Regions from separate parts of the Pan troglodytes genome. Here regions 2, 3 and 4 are each linked to region 1. A link is a contact called in public HiChIP or PLAC-seq data. All regions are on one chromosome and are shown on one strand. The core of a region is the stretch at or near the end of the contact, and the rest is flanking DNA. Distances in the headings are between cores, read along the strand shown.

The links. HiChIP or PLAC-seq counts read pairs in DNA pulled down with a chosen protein or histone mark.
Region 2: a contact with region 1 is called in an H3K4me3 HiChIP or PLAC-seq map of stem cell-derived excitatory neurons, with 10 times the contacts expected there. The contact joins the promoter of NCKIPSD here to the promoter of TREX1 in region 1. A contact is called at or near these places in 1 of 7 Hi-C or Micro-C datasets (stem cell-derived neural progenitor cells) and 1 of 1 datasets of contacts at active chromatin or transcription factors (stem cell-derived excitatory neurons).
Region 3: a contact with region 1 is called in an H3K4me3 HiChIP or PLAC-seq map of stem cell-derived excitatory neurons, with 12 times the contacts expected there. The contact joins the promoter of CELSR3 here to the promoter of TREX1 in region 1. A contact is called at or near these places in 2 of 7 Hi-C or Micro-C datasets (induced pluripotent stem cells and stem cell-derived neural progenitor cells) and 1 of 1 datasets of contacts at active chromatin or transcription factors (stem cell-derived excitatory neurons).
Region 4: an H3K4me3 HiChIP or PLAC-seq map of stem cell-derived excitatory neurons shows a contact between it and region 1, with 13 times the contacts expected there. The contact joins the promoter of SLC26A6 here to the promoter of TREX1 in region 1. A contact is called at or near these places in 1 of 7 Hi-C or Micro-C datasets (stem cell-derived neural progenitor cells) and 1 of 1 datasets of contacts at active chromatin or transcription factors (stem cell-derived excitatory neurons).

Annotation. Positions count from the first base shown.
Region 1 is chr2:52,492,895-52,495,991 of NHGRI_mPanTro3-v2.0_pri, reverse strand. TREX1 (three prime repair exonuclease 1) reads right to left here and starts at 1,506. Exons shown (of 2, transcript XM_024355459.3): 1 at 626-1,506; 2 at 1-305. The coding sequence starts at 279. It overlaps ATRIP (ATR interacting protein), which reads right to left. Exons shown (of 12, transcript XM_063805739.1): 9 at 2,857-2,948; 10 at 2,327-2,407; 11 at 1,910-2,162; 12 at 1,342-1,506. The coding sequence ends at 1,439.
Region 2 is chr2:52,714,062-52,717,158 of NHGRI_mPanTro3-v2.0_pri, reverse strand. NCKIPSD (NCK interacting protein with SH3 domain) reads left to right here and starts at 1,674. Exons shown (of 13, transcript XM_054681833.2): 1 at 1,674-2,518. It overlaps IP6K2 (inositol hexakisphosphate kinase 2), which reads left to right. Exons shown (of 9, transcript XM_016941061.4): 9 at 1-682. The coding sequence ends at 412.
Region 3 is chr2:52,689,847-52,692,943 of NHGRI_mPanTro3-v2.0_pri, reverse strand. CELSR3 (cadherin EGF LAG seven-pass G-type receptor 3) reads left to right here and starts at 1,498. Exons shown (of 35, transcript XR_010155192.1): 1 at 1,498-3,097. LOC107970638 (a long non-coding RNA gene) reads right to left here and starts at 307. Exons shown (of 4, transcript XR_001713329.2): 1 at 229-307. NCKIPSD (NCK interacting protein with SH3 domain) reads left to right here. Exons shown (of 13, transcript XM_054681833.2): 13 at 1-68.
Region 4 is chr2:52,662,496-52,665,592 of NHGRI_mPanTro3-v2.0_pri, reverse strand. It overlaps SLC26A6 (solute carrier family 26 member 6), which reads left to right and starts at 1,467. Exons shown (of 21, transcript XM_063805750.1): 1 at 1,467-1,733. The coding sequence starts at 1,711. CELSR3 (cadherin EGF LAG seven-pass G-type receptor 3) reads left to right here. Exons shown (of 35, transcript XR_010155192.1): 35 at 1-661.

The DNA of each region.
Region 1 (3,097 bases), core at 257-2,756:
TGCCAGCACAGCTGTGCTCAGACCTGTGATCTCGCTGGCTGCAGGGCTGCAGGCCTTCCCCGGAGCCACACACAGGGAGAGCTTGTCTACCACACGCGGTGGTGGAGGAACTGTGGGAGGTGGCCCCTGAGAGGTGGGGGGGCTCTCCAGGGCACATCTGTGGACAGCCAGCAGGCACAGCTCCGTGACCTTGGGCTGGGAGAAGGGCAAGCCAGTGGCCTCCATGTCGAAAAAGATGAGGGTCTGCATGGGCCCCGGGGGCAGGGCCTGCGAGCCCATGGTTGGGTACGTACCTGCCGCTGAGCCTGGGGAGGAGCATGGGATGGGTGTGTGAGTGCCCAGTGTTAAGATCCGAAGAGGAGGGAGTGGGGTAGGGGGTGGGCAGAAGCACATCTCAGGCCTTCCCTGCACAATCCTGCCCTGTCTGCGAGCTCCAGGGCCCATTTTCAGGCAGGAAGTTGGAGAGGGTGAGGTGGTTTCCTTAGTGGGACCAGCACATTCGACTGTCTGAGAGGGGCTCCCTCCTCACATGACTCGGCCCCTCCCCTAGTGCCCCCTTAGTCTGGGGTGGGGGAACCCATGGCCCTCCTGCCCTGCGCCATCCCATTGGGGGGGCCACACTCACCGTAGCAGGCAGGCAGGCAGGCAGGCAGTAGTGACTCGGCTGCACACTCTCCCGCGGCTCTCGCTGGCAGCAGTGGCGGGAAGTGAAACTTGGCGTGGGCCCGCCTACAGGCCCACGTGAGCCGGGCCCGCCTACAGGCCCACGTGAGCCGGGCCCGCCTACAGGCCCACGTGAGCCAGGCCCGCCCTGCTCATCAGCCTGCCTGGTCTGTCCCTCTCACCACCATCCGTCCCCCCCCACACCCACTCCCCCGCTCCCGGGGGACCCCAGAGGCCTTCCAAGATCCACAGCTGTGGCCTGCTGGTGGCACAATGCACCGGGGCCATCATACCAGTGACAGGCAGCTGGAAGGACCAGGGCAGTGGTGCCAGACCAGCTCCAGGTCTTACACACTGCTGGGAGCCCCTGCTGCGGCCCTTTCATGCCCACCTGTGGGTCCCAGTTTCCCAGGCTTTCCTGGTTTAGGCCTGGGCCAAGAGCCACCTCCTTCCCTGCCACACAATGGTTTCTTCCCATGGCCCCAGCCCAAAGCAATGACTCAGGACAATTCCACAGGCAGGGCAGGGCTCCTTCCTCAAGGCAGATCAGTTACCATGGGGACGGGCTCAGCAACAGCCAGGGACAGGAAGAAGGATCCCAGCCACTCAGGGTCCGGGTCCTGCTCCACCCCTCCCACTCTGCCAAACAGATCAGACTCAGGAAACAAGGCCAGCCAGTTCTCTGGGCAGTTCCTGCTGGTCACTGCTTTAATCAGTTGATGTGGTAAGGAAAGGAGTGGTGCTGGTGCCACCATGTGGCTGGACACTCAGGGCCTCAGCCACACTCCACCTCGGGGTCTTCCACATCGGTTTCCGCGGCACAGAGGTCATCCAGGGCTGCCTCTGAGACAAAAAGGAGAGGTTCCTGGTGAGGGCCCAAAGGTGCCAGGGCCTAGGGCAGGTCCCACCTCTCCTCCCCCAACGTCCGCAGGAACTAACCAGTCCCTTCCACACCCAGGCCCTGCTCCCTCAGCTACTGCAAACAAAGTGATACAAAGGCAATTCAGACACGGCTATTTCTGGAAAAACCGTGGCTCTGCCAGGCACACTCAACAGATAGATGCAAAAGGCATCCCAATATGCTTGGAGAAGAACTGAGGCAGGAAGATAAAAGAAAATGGCCCCAGTGCTGGAACAGGCTGCAGTGGGCGGGGGCCTGCTGAGGGGACACCCAGGAATCTGACTTGTTGGGGAACCTCTGGAAGAAGCCGTGGGGGCTGGGCAGGATGGCCTCTGGCAGGCTTACCTTCACAGTCGGTCACATCAGGAAGCCCTCGGATGAGCATGCTGACCCCCGGCATCACCTGGTCAAACTGATGCAGGACCTCCACGCAGTGCATCATGAAGAGCTTGTCCTTCTGCGATAGGCCGTGCAGCAGCAGCACCGTGTCCCGCAGACAGCGCACTGTCCGCCTCTGCTGGTCGGTCCTTGGGGGTCCCCCTGCCCTCCGCACTGTCAGCCACTGTCTGTGCAACATCACCGTGAGCGCTCTGACCACCTGAGAGGGGGTGCAGACTGAGGTTTGGTGCCACCATGGCCTGCACCCTAACAATCCGCTCAGCCTAGCCACCTCAGGTGAGGGGGTTTGCAGTGGGGCCTACAGTCCTTGCACGGGGCCCCCTTACCACCAGAGCTGCCAGCTGTTGGCCCCTACCCACTCACCTCCACATTACACTGGCAGTTGGAGCCAGTGACTGGGGGCAAGGGGCTCTGCACACCAAGCTTAGCCAGGAGCCACACCACCTAGAACAAGAACAGATTGGTTCCATCCTGGGCAGAAGGAGACCAGTCCCTGCGAGGGTTTTCTTAAGCTTCTATAAGAGTTCACTTGCTTCAGCAACTGTTTGTCTGCACAAATGGGGTCCAAGAAGTGGTGTGGGACCTTCCCAGGGCAGACCCAGGACAAGCACTCATGTGTCACCAGCAACCCACCTGCCTCCAGCCCCCTATTCTGCCCCCAAGTCCCAAAGCCAAGACAGGATCAGTCATCAGGCAACTCTGCCAAGTCCTGTCTGCATTGCATCTGTGTGGTGCACAGCCCCCAAACTGAGTTTACCTCTTTAGTTGCTTTATCAACTCTTGTTACTAAAATGAATTAAAGCTCCGTTTCTCCTCAGCAGAAAGAAAGGATATTCTGTTGGTTCTTAGGATGGGGTGGGGACAGTGTCCAGAAGGGGCTCTGGAGTTTTTACCTCTTGTTCCAGCTGGAGCCATTGTGTCTCCAAGGCCACTCTGTCAGGCCGTGATGTGATGTACATGTACAGCAGCAGCAGGAGGCAGCCTTCTGAAAAGGATAGCGCACCTCTCACTCAGGGTGCCCTTTCTCATGAAGAGCGTGGGCTACATACTGCAGAAGCCCTCTGAGGCCCTTGACCCTGTTCCCACCCCAACCCTTCCCTTGATCTGCAGGAGCAGTCTAGACGCCCGCCCCAC
Region 2 (3,097 bases), core at 425-2,924, 220 kb before region 1:
CCAGTTCTTCCACAATGGGCGGTACCTGCGCCGTGAACTCCTGGGCCCTGTGCTCAAGAAGCTGACTGAGCTCAAGGCAGTGTTGGAGCGACAGGAGTCCTACCGCTTCTACTCAAGCTCCCTGCTGGTCATCTATGATGGCAAGGAGCGGCCCGAAGTGGTCCTGGACTCAGATGCTGAGGATTTGGAGGACCTGTCAGAGGAATCAGCTGATGAGTCTGCTGGTGCCTATGCCTACAAACCCATCGGCGCCAGCTCTGTAGATGTGCGCATGATCGACTTTGCACACACCACCTGCAGGCTGTATGGCGAGGACACCGTGGTGCATGAGGGCCAGGATGCTGGCTATATCTTCGGGCTCCAGAGCCTGATAGACATTGTCACAGAGATAAGTGAGGAGAGTGGGGAGTGAGCTTGCTAGCTGCTCCAGTACTTGAGAGCGACTCTGTGTCCCAGGCACAGCTGTGCTGCGTCAGGGAGGAGGCCAGTATGGCCAGGTGGTGGCTCCTGCAGCCTGGAGCTGATGTGCAGTGGCCTCTGTGAGCCCCAGCCTGAGCCAGTCCCAGCTGTGCTTGGAGTCTTTATTTATTTTAACTATTTCTTCAACATTCCACATTTGATGATGATACCTCTTTCTTCCCTGAGTGTATATGTTCTAATACAAATCTTTTTGTTTATTGTATATAGTGCTCCTGTCATTCTTTCCAAGGGCAGGCAGTCCCCCTCCCAAGCCTCACCACATGCTGTGACCACCTCCCTGGCTCAGTATTCTCCTGGCTGCCACCCCCACCCCATGGATCCTAAAGTCAGCACAGCCTCTTGGCATGGTGTACAGTCTCCAACCCAGCATCCTGAAGGTTACCCAGAAAGGATCCCCAACTTACATACCTTCTGGGGTCTGTGCTGGCTAAGTGTCTCAGCACCTCTATCCAAAAACCACATGACGCTTGACACAGGTCTTCTCATGGGCCGTATGCAGCTTAAGCCAATTAGATAGCAGGTGATCCAAACCTTGGGTCCAGCTTTTAATCCCTCCTATGCCACTGGCAGCAGCTAATTGGCTGGCTATTGTGATAGATGTCCTGGAAGCAATACTAGGGTCTCTAGCCTCGGGTCTGGTCCATTGGCAGCCATGGACTGTGTTGTAAAGGGGCCCAGGTGATGGAGGGTACCATAAAAAGGCGTGTTTGGGTAGGTAGGGTGGTCCTCTTGGCCACACCACCTGTCACCACTCCTGCCCAGCCCTAGTCCCCATTGCAATTTCACCAGTCTTATTCTTCAGGCAGTCCCAGACAGCACAGACCCCGAGATTCTGCTCTGCCCCAGGAGGGCTTCTGGGAGGAGGAAGGGCCAAGAGAGGTCTTGAACTGCAGAGCCAGACCTGGTGCAGAGAAGGCAGGGTCTGGATGTCAGTTTCTAGCAGTTCTACCCCTCACCTGAACCTCACACTAGGCCTATGTACTTTAGGCCTAAAAATAGGCAACTGGGTCAGACAGATTACGGGATAACACCCATAATCCCAACACTGGAAGGCCAAGGTGGGAGGACTGCTTGAGTCCGGGAATTTGAGACTAGCCAGAGCAACATAGCAAGACCTTGTCTCTACTTAAAAAAAAAAAAAAAAAGCTGAGTGTGGTGGTGCATGCCTGTAGTCCCAGAGACAGTAGGCTTGAGCCTGGAAGGTCAAGGCTGCAATGAGCTTGATCATCCCACTGCACTCCAGCCTGGACGACAGAGCAAGAACCTGTCTCAAAAAATAAATACAGATAAAAATAGAAAACTTGCACACACTGGCCTGTACACGCCTCCTGCTTCCTGGGCTCGGGCTTCCTGTGGAGCGTAGCTGGACCATTCTCAGCCACAGTCTCTCCAGGACCCTGAGGGCCTCTTCCCTGGGTCTTCCAGGCACTCATTACAAGGATTTCATATATCTGGAGATCTGGGCTGACTGGAAAGCTGGGTGGATCAAATAGGCTCTTAAGGCCACCGTGGTACCCCACTCCCTCTTTCAGCCCTCCTCTATGCTCTCAGAAAGGGGCATCGCAAATCTTAAGTCCTATAAAGACAATAAAACACAGCAAGATGATAGCGATTGATGGGGGTGGGAGCTTGACGGACAAATACTATAGGAGAGGGAAGGGAAAATTGTCCCAGGTAGAGGGAACAGAATATGCAAAGGCCCAATATAGAGAAAAACAGCCATAGCTGAAGAGAGAGGAGGAGTAGGGGTGGGGAGCAAAGATGGGAGGGCTTTAGACAGGGAATAGCCCCGCCTGGTTTCTGCTTTTGTGGCCCCCTTCTCCCCACACTTGCTCCCCACTGGCCACCACCGGCACTCGGTGAAGACAGGTGGTGAGGCCTAGACACACCGAGAGCCGGGCCCCGCGGGGGCTTCCAAGTGTCGGATCAGCAAGATCATCCTTTCGAGGTCGCCGTCCTTGCAATTAGTAGATGGGACCCACTGCCCCAGGGCGGCAGGGGCGCACCCGCTACGAGCGGAGCGCGCTTTCACCGGGAGGTAGGACGGGACGCAGCGCTCGGACTTAAGCGGGGAAAGGGAGCAGAGGGCTGGACGGGTGAAACTGAGGCCGGGGTGAGGAGTGAGGGTGTGGTGTCCGGGGATGAGGGGCCTGGAGCCGGGAGGGACCAGAGGAGACAGCGAGCTGTCGACCCCAGCCCCGCCGCACCTCTTGGGGCCGCGCGGGGGCGCTGCTCTCCGATGCGTGGAACGATACAGCCCAGGGCGGGGCTTCGGCGGGAGGGCGCGCGCGCCCGCGCGCGCTTGCGTAGTGTGTCACGGTTCGGGACGACCGCGGCGCGGCTCGGCGCTCCCGGCCTGGCGTTGTGGCTCCGCAGCCCTTGCCACCTTCCCTGCACCTGCCCTGCCCGGCCTCATGTACCGCGCGCTGTACGCGTTCCGCTCGGCGGAGCCCAACGCGCTGGCGTTCGCCGCGGGCGAGACCTTCCTGGTGCTAGAGCGAAGCAGCGCGCACTGGTGGCTGGCCGCGCGGGCGCGCAGTGGTGAGACGGGCTACGTGCCGCCAGCCTACCTGCGCCGCCTGCAGGTGAGTGCGCCCCTTCCTGCCCGGCCTCCGCG
Region 3 (3,097 bases), core at 249-2,748, 200 kb before region 1:
GAGACCTTGTCTCTAAATAGATAAATAAATAAAACTACTTTGGGGGACTCGCTCCTCCAGCCCCTGCACCGATTGGCTCCCATTCAAAGGAGTTCAGCCCTAAGTGCCTCTGCAGATCTTCCACCCCCACCCACAAACCCGTAGGAACCCCGGCCGTGTATCCGGCCCAGAGCTCTGATCCTGGGGAGGTCGTCAGATTCGTAGACAGGAGAGGGAACAACTGGACACCTGTTGCCTGTCCTTGGTAGCCACAAGGGGCGCTCGGGAGGTGGAACCCGCAGAAGCCCCGCCTCCCGGAAGCGGAGCAGTCAAGGGGCGAAAGGATGCGCCGACTGATTGGTTGATGGTGATGTCATAGGGACCGTTCGGGGCGGGCCAGAGGCCTTGGCCAGGAGTTCCTCGCCTGTTAGAACCAGGATCCACCCCATCGCGGGAGCCGCACCCTGTGGAGCGTTCTGGGGTCCCGGCCCTGACCTCTTCCTGGGCTTCGGGATGCCCGCGTCCTCTGCACCCGGCGCTGCAGCTCGTTATCGATTCCGCCTTTGGAGGCCAGTCCGTATAGTGTACCTCCCGGACTATCTCTCACGGTTAGCCGGCAACCCGCGGAGCCCCCTCCCCCATGCGATGAGTCCGCCGTGAGGGGCGGGGCCTCCCATTGTGCCAATAGAAACAATGACTGACTGATTGGAGTGCTCTGCGTTCACCCCTCGCCTCCGCTCCTCTCGTGACGTCTGTTGCGCCAGGTCCACCCATTGGCCTGGCGAGACCGGCGCGTGCCAGGAGTTACGCAGGGAGAGCTGGAATGCACCGAGGGTGGTGGGAGGACTGAGTTTCTGTGTCAGTCCCTTCAAGGGGTTAAGGCATGCGGTCGTGACGGACGAGGGGCGGGGACCCGAAGAAGCGGGGCCCGCAGCCATGGGGCAACGCCGGGCTCCACGTGGCATCCCAGAGCACTCGGGACTCGCAGCCTGGGAGGGGGTGCAGCCTCCAGTGAAGGGTCCCCGAGCCCGGGAGACTGCTGGGGACCAGCAAGGCAGGGAAGAATTTGGCCTCTGCTCCCGCCTCGGGAGGGTCATCTCTGGTCCCTGCTCCGCAGGGGCGATCCAAACAAGCAGGTGGTCGCGACATGTTTCATAAAACTAGCTGATGGGATAGTTAAAGCTATTGTTCGGGGTGCTGGCACCCCAGACCCCTGTCCAGCCATCGTCCCCTCTACCCCAGGATTTCACACAGTACCCCCTCCCAGAGCTATGAGAACGCTCATGGGCACCAAAATTTCAGACCAAAATCCGGGACACGGTTCAGAACTAGTGGTCAGGAAGGGGGAACAAGAGATCTGGAAGGACAGAAAAAGGCTGGGAGACGGAGCTGGGACAGCGCCCTAGAAGGAGGGAGGTGGGTGAAGGCGGCGACCGAAAATCGGGAGGGCGGACCCAACGACGGCGAACCTCCGCGCTCTGTTCAGCACCAGGAGCAACGCTCACGTCCTCAATAAAGATGGCGGCAACATCTTCGGTCCTCAGAGCTGCCATGCGCGATGGGTTGTACCACCGTGTTTCGGGCGCCGGGGCAGAGGTGGAGCGAACCATCGGGGCGGCCGGGAGCCATGTTGGAGCGGCGGGAGGCGGCAGCAGCGTCGGGGATGCTGTGGTGGGGGCGGAAAAAGCCAGGGCCGCACGCCGGAGGGGCTCCGGCCGCGGAGTAGATGGTGCCCAGAGGGCGGCGGGGGTGCGGAGAGACAGGCGGAGGGGCGGGGGCCCGGGGCGGCGGCAGGGGCCCGGGAGGGGGCCCGAGCGGCGGGGCCAGCCCAAGGCCCGGACCGGGGCGGGGGGCGGTGGAGGCCGTGCAGGGAGGCGGGGGATGATGGCGAGGCGGCCGCCGTGGCGGGGCCTCGGGGGACGGTCGACCCCCATACTCCTGCTCCTTCTCCTCTCTTTGTTCCCCCTCAGCCAGGAGGAGCTGGGGGGCGGTGGGCACCAGGGCTGGGACCCAGGCTTAGCTGCCACTACGGGGCCAAGGGCGCATATCGGTGGCGGAGCCTTAGCTCTTTGTCCGGAGTCTTCCGGGGTCCGGGAGGATGGGGGGCCTGGCCTGGGGGTCAGGGAGCCTATCTTCGTGGGGCTCCGAGGGAGAAGGCAAAGCGCCCGGAATAGTCGAGGGCCCCCTGAGCAGCCGAACGAGGAGCTGGGGATTGAACACGGCGTCCAGCCATTGGGCAGCCGCGAACGAGAGACAGGACAGGGACCAGGGTCTGTGTTATACTGGCGCCCAGAGGTCTCCTCTTGCGGGCGGACAGGACCTTTGCAAAGAGGTAGTCTGTCACCAGGGGCTCTGTCCTCAGGGGTCCCGGGCTCGGGGAACAGCTCGCCCCTCCCTTCAGACTTTTTGATTCGGCACCACGGTCCCAAGCCGGTGTCCTCCCAGCGGAACGCTGGGACAGGCTCCCGCAAAAGAGTGGGCACCGCGCGCTGCTGTGGGGAATTATGGGCAACAGGGAGCAAGGGTCAGGGCGAGAGAGCCACGACATCCGGAGCAGAAAGGACAGCCCCCCGGCGGAACTGTCTTCCAGGGGCCTCGGGATCTGGCCCCGAGCTGGATTCAGCACCACGCACGGCGAGGACAGCTCCTGCATCAGGTTCAGCACCCCGCGAGTCTCGGACAGCTCCCGAGCCGGCGCCCAAGCGCATGCGCTCCCGGGGTCTCTTCCGCCGCCGCTTCCTCCCGCAGCGCCCCGGGCCGCGTCCCCCGGGACTCCCGGCCCGTCCTGAAGCCAGGAAAATAACCTCGGCGAACCGGGCACGCTTTCGTCGCGCCGCAAACCGCCACCCGCAGTTTCCGCAGTACAACTACCAGACGCTGGTGCCGGAGAATGAGGCAGCAGGCACCGCGGTGCTACGCGTGGTTGCTCAGGACCCGGACGCCGGCGAGGCCGGGCGCCTAGTCTACTCGCTGGCGGCACTCATGAACAGCCGCTCGCTGGAGCTGTTCAGCATCGACCCGCAGAGCGGCCTTATCCGTACGGCGGCAGCTCTGGACCGCGAGAGCATGGAGCGTCACTACCTGCGTGTGACCGCGCAGGACCACGGCTCGCCGCGCC
Region 4 (3,097 bases), core at 218-2,717, 170 kb before region 1:
CCAGAACTGAAGACTTTAAAATTTTGTTACTGTTTACAAGTCCAGATTCAAAAAATGTTTTTACTTTGTTTACAACTCAAAACTTTGAGTTTTACACTTTGTTTACAGTAGATAACTTTTTTTCCTTTGTTTACAAGTGAAAGGTAGGGAAAGTGGGAGAGGGACTTGGAGGACCCACCTGTGAGGACCCTGACCTGGCCATCTTGAGGGGTTTTCTCTAACCCCCAGCTCTCCCAGGCCGAAGGTCAGCCTTGAGTCCCGTTTAACAGCAGACCCAGAAGACCTTGAGAGTAGGCGTCCTCTAACCACTGGGGAGAGTGGCTGTGCAGGGTTGGGGGGTGGTCTGTGCAGACACCTCCTCACCCACCACCCCATGCATACTCTTGGGAAGCAGTTTCCTGGGAGATTAGAAATTCTACTTCCCTGACTGGAGCTAAATCCCACCAGCCAGGACCCAAACTCTCCTTACCGAGAAGGACCCCAGCTCTTGAAGGGCTGAGTGGCCTGCTGGGGGTGGGAGGGTGTCTTTACTATGTCCTAGGTTTCGTAGATGCCCCTCTCTGGGGTTCCCCTCCTCCAGCCCAGCGGCCCTCTTTCCTGTCTGTGTAAATTGTTCCGTGAAGCCGCGCTCTGTTTTGGGAATAAACTTCTATAGAAAACAGTTGTTGCCTTTTCCTGTTGGGGGCTGGGGAGGTAGGATGGAAGCTGTGAATGATTCAAGCCAGACTGACCTTTGGGAGGAATCTGAGCCCCTCCCAAGAATATCCAGCTATTTTTAGCCCATTTCATGGCAGATCTCTTTCACCTTGAAATCTGGCCCCTCACTTTGTGATTGGGGCCTGATGTTGGAGCACAGGTGCTGAAAATAAGGTGCTAAGGGAAACCTCCCCGCTGGTCAAGGCAACGGCAACAGGACTTCCTAATTCTTCAGGGTCTGCAGCCCTGACCCGGCATTTTTTGCCCTCACCTGCGGTGAAACCAACCTGAGGAACTGCTCTTGCAGTTCCTGCCTTGCCCACCCAACAGCACTGACCCCCACCATTCTCCTCGGCGGCCCGCGCAGTAACCTGCTGGGAGCTACGTCCGGGCTGTGCTTAGTGCAGCGGAGGGGATCCTCCAACCATTTCTGGCCTGGGTGGCCAGAGTTAAAGGGGAGGACTTGGGGACCGTCGGCTCCGGGTCTCAAAGAGATGCGTAGTCGCAGAAAGCCTGCGGGTGGCGCTCTCAGCTGAAGGCAAGAGAGGCCCCACAGACCTGGATCCCCTACGAGTTAAGGCTGGGGTCACCGGCCAGTGGAGTTTCCTTTTCCCACTCCGTGAGCACCTTCCGCTGAGCCAGGACCTGGGATCAGCTCCAACCTACTCAGGGCCTGGGGGCGCGACTGCGGCCAGCCCGGCGCGGGTGCTTAGTTCCAGTTCTGCAGTCCCATCCAGCTCCGGGCAGAGGGCCGGGCGAGCAGCGAGAGGCCTCATAGGCCAAGTCGCCGGGGAGGAAGCGGTTAAATCCTCCTTCTCCAGTCTCTCCCCGCCCGGCGCGCGCCACTTAGGCCCCGCCCCAGCGCGCTGATTGGCCCAAGCCTCCCCGTCCTGCCCCGGGATTAGCCCCCGGGAGAGCGCAGCTGGCCTCACCCGGTCCCGGCGCCGCCTTCCGGAGCGTAGCGGCCTCTAGCCAGAGCAGCAGGAGCAGCCCGCACCGGACAACTTGCGAGCCATGGGGCTGGCGGATGCGTCGGGGTGAGTTCAGCGCACATTCCCGGTAGTCCCGCGCGAGCGCCTCGCTGGAGCAGGCATTCTCCGCTTGCGACGCCTCGGTTTACCTCTGCCGATTTTCTGCAGGCGGCTGCCCCTCTGCAGCAAGGGGTGGGGGCGGGAGCCGGCGCGACCGCAGTCCCTTGGGCTGTGCGGAAAGCCGCTGGTGTGACGCCCGAGGGCCATCCCGGGCCACAGGGAGGCAGCTGCGTGCGGAGGAGCCCGGCCAGGAGATGTGCCGGCGGGGGTGCGTGGGGGCCGGGAGTCCCTGGCAGCGGCCCGTGGACTAGCTGCTTTCAGCTGAGTCCCGAGTCCACCCAGCTCCACTGACCCCGGAGTGAGCGCTCCGGCCTTTCTGGCCCCAGTTGCCTTCCTACGGGGAGGGGCCAATGATCAAGGCTCCGCCCTCCAAACGCGGGTCCCAAGTTGTCGGGGGAGGGAGCCCTTTAAGAAGACCTGAGTGACTCACGTAGGAAAGGAGAGGGGGCTCTACGATCTCCTTGAGATAGCGGTCCCAAGAGTCTCTGAGGATCTTCCTTGCACCCACTCCACACTCCTCCAACAGTACAGCCAGGTTAGAGGCGCTTCCCAGGTGAGTTCCTGTCCCTCAAATGGGATCCTCTCCCCAGGTCAGGGCTTTTCCTAGATCAGAACTTTCCTGACTGGTGAAAGCTTCCCCAACAGGCTAGAGTTTTCCCCCAGGTAAGATCCTTCTGTGAGATCTATTCCCAGGTGACAGCTTTTCCCCATTCCACGTGGGAGCCTCGCCCCAGGTCAGAGCTTTCTTTATGGGAGAGTACCCCCCAGGTGAGAACCCTCTCCCTCTAGGTCTTTTCTTCCCATGTGAGATCTTTCTCTGACTTCAAGTAGGTGCCTCTGGGCAGAGGGAAGATTCCCCCTGTATCAGAACTTGCCAGGCTGGTAAAGATTCCCTGGTAGGTCAGAGATCCCTCTAGGTGAGATTCCCCTTGAAAGCTTCTATTCCCAGGTGAGCTCTTTCCCCCACTTCAAGTGGGTACTTCCCTTTCCATGTGGGAGCCTCTCCCTCTAGGTGAGAGATTGCCACTCCAAGAGCAAGCTCCTTCTCAGGTGAGAGCCAGTCCTTGGCTTCCCCATAACAGGCCTGAGCCGTCTACAACCTGAACCCTGGGGCTGGAGGCCCAGGGGCAAGCTTGGCCCCAACACTTTCCTTCCCTTAGAGGGGAGGGTCTCATCTGAGGCCTGAGGCTTGGGAAAGGAGTTGCTTGAGGAGCTGGACCCCTGGTTTGCTGGACCCCTTCCCTGAGTGTGCTCTCAGCCAGCAGTGGGCTCCTGGGGCAGCTGGAGGAGGACCTGGGGACTGGACAGGG